2 separate regions of the Mus musculus genome follow, and region 1 is linked to region 2. Evidence: chromatin contacts called from public promoter capture Hi-C data. All regions are on one chromosome and are shown on one strand. The core of a region is the stretch at or near the end of the contact, and the rest is flanking DNA. Distances in the headings are between cores, read along the strand shown. Region 1 holds the start of Rrp7a (ribosomal RNA processing 7 homolog A (S. cerevisiae)). Region 2 holds the start of Cenpm (centromere protein M).

The links. Promoter capture Hi-C pulls out the DNA fragments that hold promoters and counts their contacts.
Region 1: a promoter capture Hi-C map of embryonic stem cells shows a contact between it and region 2, with 3 times the contacts expected there. The contact joins the promoter of Rrp7a here to the promoter of Cenpm in region 2. A contact is called at or near these places in 13 of 39 promoter capture datasets (the 3T3-L1 cell line, the C10 cell line, the HPC-7 cell line and 7 more), 10 of 115 datasets of contacts at active chromatin or transcription factors (VIP interneurons, acute myeloid leukemia, embryonic forebrain and 4 more) and 1 of 9 other capture datasets (embryonic stem cells).

The regions. Positions count from the first base shown.
Region 1 is chr15:83,120,825-83,124,707 of GRCm38.p6, reverse strand. It overlaps Rrp7a (ribosomal RNA processing 7 homolog A (S. cerevisiae)), which reads left to right and starts at 1,907. Exons shown (of 7, transcript NM_029101.4): 1 at 1,907-2,046; 2 at 2,734-2,876. The coding sequence starts at 1,974.
Region 2 is chr15:82,242,362-82,246,055 of GRCm38.p6, reverse strand. It overlaps Cenpm (centromere protein M), which reads left to right and starts at 1,309. Exons shown (of 6, transcript NM_025639.4): 1 at 1,309-1,433; 2 at 1,844-1,923. The coding sequence starts at 1,377.

The sequences.
Region 1 (3,883 bases), core at 658-3,157, 880 kb before region 2:
TCTTTGCTAGCTGGGAGTGCTCTTGCGGGTGCAGAGTTGAAGGTGTCTCTTTCCACCTCACAATGACAGCCTCTGAGCACATGGCTGGGCTGCAGCGGAAGGTTTCTCAGGCTGTCCCTTTCCAAGTACTATTCTATCCCTGTCAGCAAGTAGCTACTTTCCTGATGCCACAGATCACCTGTACACTGTAAAGTATTCCTGGGAGTTTAAGTTCTCCAGAGTGAGACAACAGCTCCCTTGTTCCTGCAAACCAGGCCTCACACCTACTTATATGTCAACTTGACACTAGCAAGTCACCTGAAAGGAGGGAACCGCAACTGAAAAAATGTCTCTGAGTTCCAGCTGTAGGGAGCCAGCATCTTCTTAATAAGTGATTAGTTGGGGGAAGGCCCTGCTCATTGTGGGTGGGGCCCTCCCTGGGCTGGTGGTCCTGGGGTCTCTAAGAAATCCAATGGAGCAAACTACGAGAAGCAAGTCAGTACGTTTCATCAGCCCCTGCCTCAGGGTTCCTGACCTGCTGGAGTTACTGCTCTCGCTGCTTCTAATGAACTGTTTCATGAAACTGGAAATAAAGCCTTCCTCCCCACATTACTTCTTAGTCGTGTGTCATCACAGCAACGGTAACCCTAATGAACACACAAGTATCCTCCTGCTTCAGCCAGGATTAAAGCCATGCCCAGATGGATAAAGTTTATTTGGGCTCACTTCAGTTTGTAAAAATTTAAAAAATCTGCCAAGCATGGGTGATGTGTGGCAGTGTCCACCTTTAATCCCAGCACTGGAGGAGACAGAGGCAGACAGATCTCATGTGAAACTGAACCCAGCCTAGTCTACATAGCTAGCCTCAGGTCAGCCCAGGCTACATGGTGAAATCCTGTCTCAGCACACACACAGTATTTTCTTGAGGGAGAGAGCTCATGCCATGAGGCATAAGCCATGGAGTGGGTGTGGAGGTCAAAGGATAACTTGCTGAAAACAATTCTCATCTTCCATGGATGTAATTCAAGATGTCAGGCTTGCCAGCAAGTACTCTTTGTTTACAGTTTCAACCCCAGGCCTCTCAGCCCCTTGCTCTCTCAACTAAAGAGACTGACTGTTCATGGCATCTCACTGCACAAAATCCCAGTTGCACCACGATTTATACGGAATGCTATTTATTTTTTAAAAATTTATAGTCGGGGGCTGGTGAGATGGCTCAGCGGGTAAGAGCACTGACTGCTCTTCCAGAGGTCCTGAGTTCAAATCCCAGCAACCACATGGTGGCTCACAACCATCCGTAATGAGATCTGTCACCCTCTTCTGGTATGTCTGAAGACAGCTACAGTGTACTTATGTAAAATAATAAATAAATCTTTAAAAAAAAAATCTCAAATAAGCCAGGCAGTGGTGGCACACGCCTTTAATCCCAGCACTCGGGAGGCAGAGGCAGGCAGATTTCTGAGTTCGAGGCCAGCCTGGTCTACAGAGAAAGTTCCAGGACAGCCATGGCTATACAAAGAAACCCTGTCTCAAAGAAAAAAAAAAATTATAGTCGGGCAGTGGTGGCACACGCCTTTAATCCCAGCACTTGGGAGGTAGAGGCAGGCGGATTTCTGAGTTCGAGGCCAGCCTGGTCTAGAGTGAGGACAGTCAGAACTACACAGAGAAACCCTGTCTCGAAAAACAAACAAAAATTATGTGTTGAGTGTGCCTGTGCACCACGTGTCCTGGAACTGGGTTCCAGATAATTTTTGAGTGATCGGAAACGAACCCCTATCCTCTGGAAGAGCAGCCAGTGCTCTTTCCATTTATTGCTCCAGCCTCCCTCTACTTCCCAATAGGACAGGGAAGGCTAAATCTTAGGGCCGGGCAAGATCCCGGGAGGCGGGCCTAGGGCTGAGAGGGCGGGGCCCCGCGTGACGCCGTCGTCGTGGAAACGCAGCGGCGCCGGAACACGGAACTCCCAGCCGTCTCTGCGCTCCCAGTTGGCCAAGATGGTGTCTCGCAGGAAGAAACGGAAGGCTGGCGGCCACGAGGAGAGCATACCGAGCCCACCGGGGTATTCAGGTGAGCAGCTGAGGGCCAGGGACCCACCATTTTGCGGGAAGGTGGCTTGCAGGTGGCAGAGGCCCTGGCAACTCGTCAGGTATCGGGGTGCAGGACCCCGCCGCCCCGACTCTGGGTGCTGATTCCGCGGCTGTTCCTCCGAAAGGCCTTGGGCTCGGGCGCGGTTCCTCCAGGCGGCGCCAGGCGTCCTAGGCCCAGCGTTGCAGCTTCGTCGTCCTCAGAAGCTAGTTATCCGCTGTTCTGCTCGTGTCTCGTTCTTTAACAAGCGCTTCCGCAGCTGTCGCCCTCCCAGCCCCGAGATTCGCATCCCACTGGTGTAGACTTAACTGGGAAGGTGGGGCTAAGTCGGCAGGAGGGGTGGGGGGGGGGGAGTTAGCCCTAAACGAAGAATGGGTGGAGGGAAGAGAGTTGGTGTGCCAAGCAGAGCAGCCCATGCTATGGGGGGGGGGGGGGGGGGCTGATGATGTCAGACAGCGGATGCTCCGAGAACGCAACACTGTGCCCGCCCCCTCAGCCTCCTGCGGTGATTATCCGAATACATTTCCCTCCAGCTTCCCGTGGATGGGTGGATGAACAGGCGGGCCGATGGAGCTAGAAAGAGACATAGTGAATTGGAACTTGGGTGGCATAGACACAGACCTCCTTTCAGGGTACCCCAAACTCTCCTGCGCTCGTTTCCCCTGTTAGCTGTTCCAGTCAAGTTCTCGGCAAAGCAGCAGGCTCCTCATTACCTCTACATGAGACAGCACCGAGTTCGCCAAGGCACCCAGTCCACATGGCCTCCCGATCGAACCCTTTTTATCCTTAATGTGCCCCCGTACTGCACACAGGTAAGAGTCTGGTAGACCAGTGGGTTGTGAATGGGGGCTTGCCACGGGCCCTACAGAATCCTGGTGGTCAGATGGAAATTCCTACAAAACCCTCAGTGGAGGATGTTGAAAGACTGGGAGTTTCAGAATAAAAATATGTTTTGTTTTTTTTTTTTTCTCCCTGCCGCCGTCTAGGCAGGGTCCCCCTCTCCCTGGGCTGTTCAGAACTTCCTGAGGCTCAGGCTGGCCTCGAACTTGCTGTACTTCCCCACCCTCCCCGTCTCAACTCATTACAGTTATGAGTGGTCACACCTGGTTTGGAAATTATCCTTCCAACCATTATTTTATTTGTTTGTCTGTTAGTTTTTCATTTTTAAAAGACAAGTCTAACAGTAATCACTGCAGTTCTTTCTAGACATACTTATTAATTTTTTACAGAAAGCATGACATTTGTAGTTCTGTTTCAGACGGGGTCTCTTGCAGCATGAGCTGGCTTCCTACTCACTGTGTAGGTGAGGCTGGCCTTGCACTCATGATCCTCTGCCTTTACCTCTGGAATTCTGGGATTGCATGCCTGTGCCACCACACGGCTTTAATCCCAGCACTCAGAAGCAGAGGCAAGTTTGGATCTCTGAGTTTGAGGCCAGCCTGGTGGTCTACAGAGCGAGTTCCAGGACAGTGAGGGCTAACCAGAGAAACCAGAAAAAGCTCAAAAAAATTTTTTTTAAAGGTTTATTTACTTGTTGTATTGGAGATAGAGCCCAGGGCATTTCCAAAAGAGGCCAGCTCTCTACATCTCAGACTTACATATTATGTAAATGACAGGAGACATGATTTGCTAAGTTTGAGATGATTCGCCCCACTCCACCCCCTTTTTTTCTTTATTTCTTGGTCTCCTAATGTAGTAGCCCTGGCTATCCTGGAAGTCATTGTGTAGTCAAGGCTGGCTTCGAACTCCTAGATATCTACCCCACATACATGGACACAACACATCCCATGAGTTCTGGGATTTCAGCTATGAATCACGG
Region 2 (3,694 bases), core at 60-2,559:
GGACAATGGATCAGCAACAGTTTCCAGATTTCCTCAGCTACTTCCTCAGCCACAGTTTCTAGACCTCACTTTCCAGCCCCATTCCCTGGTAATGGAATGACCGTGGAGATGGACCAAGATATAGGTTACCTACCTATATCTTGTGCTTTAAATCTCAGGCCTTCAAACTTACTTGGTTGTCTCTCTATTCTGGTAATGGGAGACCCCAGCATGCTAGACTTCTGCAGAATAAAACACTCTGTGTTTACATACTATTGAATCCCGGGTACCATTCTTCAGTGAATCCCGGACTCATACATTTGTACCTTTCAGGCCCCTAATCCTGGTACTTGCGGGAGGGGAGGAGTCCCAAGACCAAGGGAGAAAGAGATCACAGCCTTGGGAATAGACATGTGGGGAAACAGGCTGTACTTATCTGAACAACCAACCATTAAGAGTACTGGCTGCTCTTGGACCCAGGTTGGATTCAGAGTATCCACATGGCAGCTCACAACAGTCTGTAACTTGTTTCAAGGTTAACTGACAACCTCTTGGGGGGAGGGGGGGGGGCATTGTGCACATGGTGCACATGCAGGCAAGAACACCCGTACCCATAAAAGAAAAAAATTTTAAATTAAATTGAAAATCTTTTTTTTTAAATGCAATAAATCTTTTTGTAGAACGAAGATAGTAGAGGCTGACTGGAGAGATGGCTCAGCAATTAACATGGCACCTGAATTTGCTTCCAATGGGAACCAAATACCCATCATGTCAAGTGGTTCAGAACTGCCTCTAAATGCAGTTCCAGAGACTCTGACTCCCTCTTCTGAATTCTACAGCCGCCTCCACTCACATGAGTCCGCGTGCGCGCACACACACACATTTGCACGTAATTAAAAATAAATCTTGGGGGGCTGGCGAGATGGCGCAGAGGTTAAGAGCATTGACTGCTCTTCTGAAGGTCCTGAGTTCAAATCCCAGCAACCACATGGTGGCTCACAACCATCCGTAATGAGATCTGATACCCACTTCTGGTGTGTCTGAAGACAGCTACAGTGTACTTATATGTAATAAATAAATCTTTAAAAAAATAAATCTTGGGAGTGGGGAGTAGGGGCAGAGACAGAACAGGCTCTTTTAAGAGTGGCGGTTCCTGCCAGGCGTGGTGGCGCACGCCTTTAATCCCAGCAGGACAGCCAGAGCTATACAGAGAAATCATGTCTCGAAGGAAAAACAAACAAACAAACAAACAAAAAAGAGTGGCGGTTGCTTTTAAAAGTGGCGGCTCAGAAAGCCCCGCCCGGACATGCGTACCGCGCCCCGCCCACTAGAGAGGCGGGCCTTGCGACGGTTTGAAAGCGCCATGCGCTGAGCCGAGTGGCGCTGCTGCCGCTGAGATGTCGGTGCTGAGGTCGATGGACAAGCTGCCCGACCTGAACAGGGCTACCGTCTTGGTAGGTGCGGGCAGCGCCCCTGGACCGGCTTCCCCGCAGCCAAAGCCGGTGCCCTTCCTCAGCCTCAGCGCGCTCCGACAGCGGGGGGCGGGCGGACGGGCGCGTTACTCTGGACCAATCGGAGCGGCGGCTCGCGAGGCTGAGGGACGCCTCCACCAATAGGCGCGCGGCTGATTTTACCACCGGCTGAGTGGGCGTTCCAGTTCGAACGTGGCTTTCCCGCGTTTCGAGGAGGAGGCCGGGCGGTCCCCCTCCGTGGATGGCTCCTTAGGGCTCCTCTTCTGAGGAAATGGCTCCCTCCGAGCCGCCTCTAGCTGAGTGTGTACCCCCAGGAGGGATTCGGAGTGCGGGGCCCTCCAAAGGAGCCGCCCTGCTCGGATCTCCATCTGCCTGGTTCTCTCCCTTCGCAGCTGGTGAGCACCGAGGATGCGCTTCTGCAGCAGCTGGCGGAGTCGATGCTCAAAGATGACTGTGCGTCCGAGCTGAGGGTGTAAGTTGCTGAGATTGTAGCCTGAACTCTGGGCTAACATGAGGGACGGGAGCCTGCAGGAGAGAGGGTCCCGCTCCTAGCTGTCATCAGTCCTCCGTGATCCTGCCTATGGTTGCCGAGTTGGCTCCTTTACTGGTCTCTGCAAATGTTCATAGCTCATAACGCACGCCAAAAACACACTCACGGGTTGCGTATTTTCTCATTGACAAGGCTCAGAGTTTAGACGTCAGCATGTAAAAACAACGGGGGAGGTGTGTTTTGGTTTCCTTTCTTTCTCCTCTTGCTGTGATAAAATACCCCGACAAAAGCAGCTTCAGGGAGAAAGGACATGTTTGGCTCGCTCCTTGCTGCAGAAGTCATTGCTGCTGGAATTTGAAGCACTTGGTCACTGTATATCCACAGTCAAGAGGAAGCAACGAACAAGCACATGCTTGCAAGTTTTTATCTGGCTTTCTCCACACTGAAGACAACTCAGAATCCTTCCCTAGGGGATTGTGCCACTTGTAGTGGGCCTTCCTACCTCAGTCCAATTAAGAAATTACAAACGAAGGCTGGAGAGATGGTCAGCGGTTAAGAGCACTGTCTACTCTCACAGAAGTCCTGAGTTCAATTCCAGCAACTACATGGTGGCTCACAACCATCTGTAATGGGGTCCGTTGCCCTCTACAGGTGCATGCAGATAGAGTACTCACACATAAAATAAATATTTAAAAACATTACAAGGCATCTAGAAAGTTGAGACTCCCCAAGATGACTGACTCTAGGTTGTGTCCAATTGACAATTAAAAGTAACTATAACAAGGTGACCAGAACCCCAGGGGAGTAGAAAATAAACACCGTTTATCTCCAGGCCAACACAAGGACACATTTGTAACCACAGCTTTATAAGGCGAAGGCAGGAGGCTCCAGGCCATTCTCTGTTACATACCGAGTTCCAGGCCAGCCTGGGCTGCATAAGACAAACCAACACAATAAAAGAAGGCCTCTGATCCCCACCCCCAAACCACACACAATCGGCTTCTAAGGACAGAGATTTTGACTCTGGTTCACTGGTGAATCCTCGAGGCCTTAAGCAGTAACTAGCACAGAGGAGATGCTCTGTTAGTAACACTTGGGTTTAATCTGCTTAATTCATGATCCGAGAGATGCTGAAGATGTCTCAGGCTGGTACGAGTGTAAGGCAAGGATGTCTGAGGAAGGCTTAGTGAGCTAGCCCAGGGAAGTGACATAGAAAGTGGCAAGGCTCCGAAAGGTTCGCTGGTGGCAGGAGGGTCTGGCATGGGATACCTGCAGCAACATTCTGAGAATTCTTTTTTTTTTTTAAGATTTATTTATTTATTATTATATGTAAGTACACTGTAGCTGTCTTCAGACACACTAGAAGAGGGCATCAGATCTCATTACGGGTGGTTGTGAGCCACCATGTGGTTGCTGGGATTTGAACTTCGAACCTTCGGAAGAGCAGTCGGGTGCTCTTACCCACTGAGCCGTCTCACCAGCCCCCTGAGAATTCTTTAGTGCCCCCAAATGTGGAAGAACAGTAGTTGCTGTGTATTTTTCTAACCTCATCAAGCTTTTAGGCTTGAAAATATGGGATTCATTAACCCCAGCCCAATCTCATAACTCAGAAGTAGAACAGGATTTTTGAAAATTCATTTTTTTTCTTTTCTTTTCTTTTTTTTTTTTTTTTTTTCAGAGACAGGGTTTCTCTGTATAGCCCTGGCTGCCCTGGAACTCACTCTGTAGACCAGGCTGGCCTCGAACTCAGAAA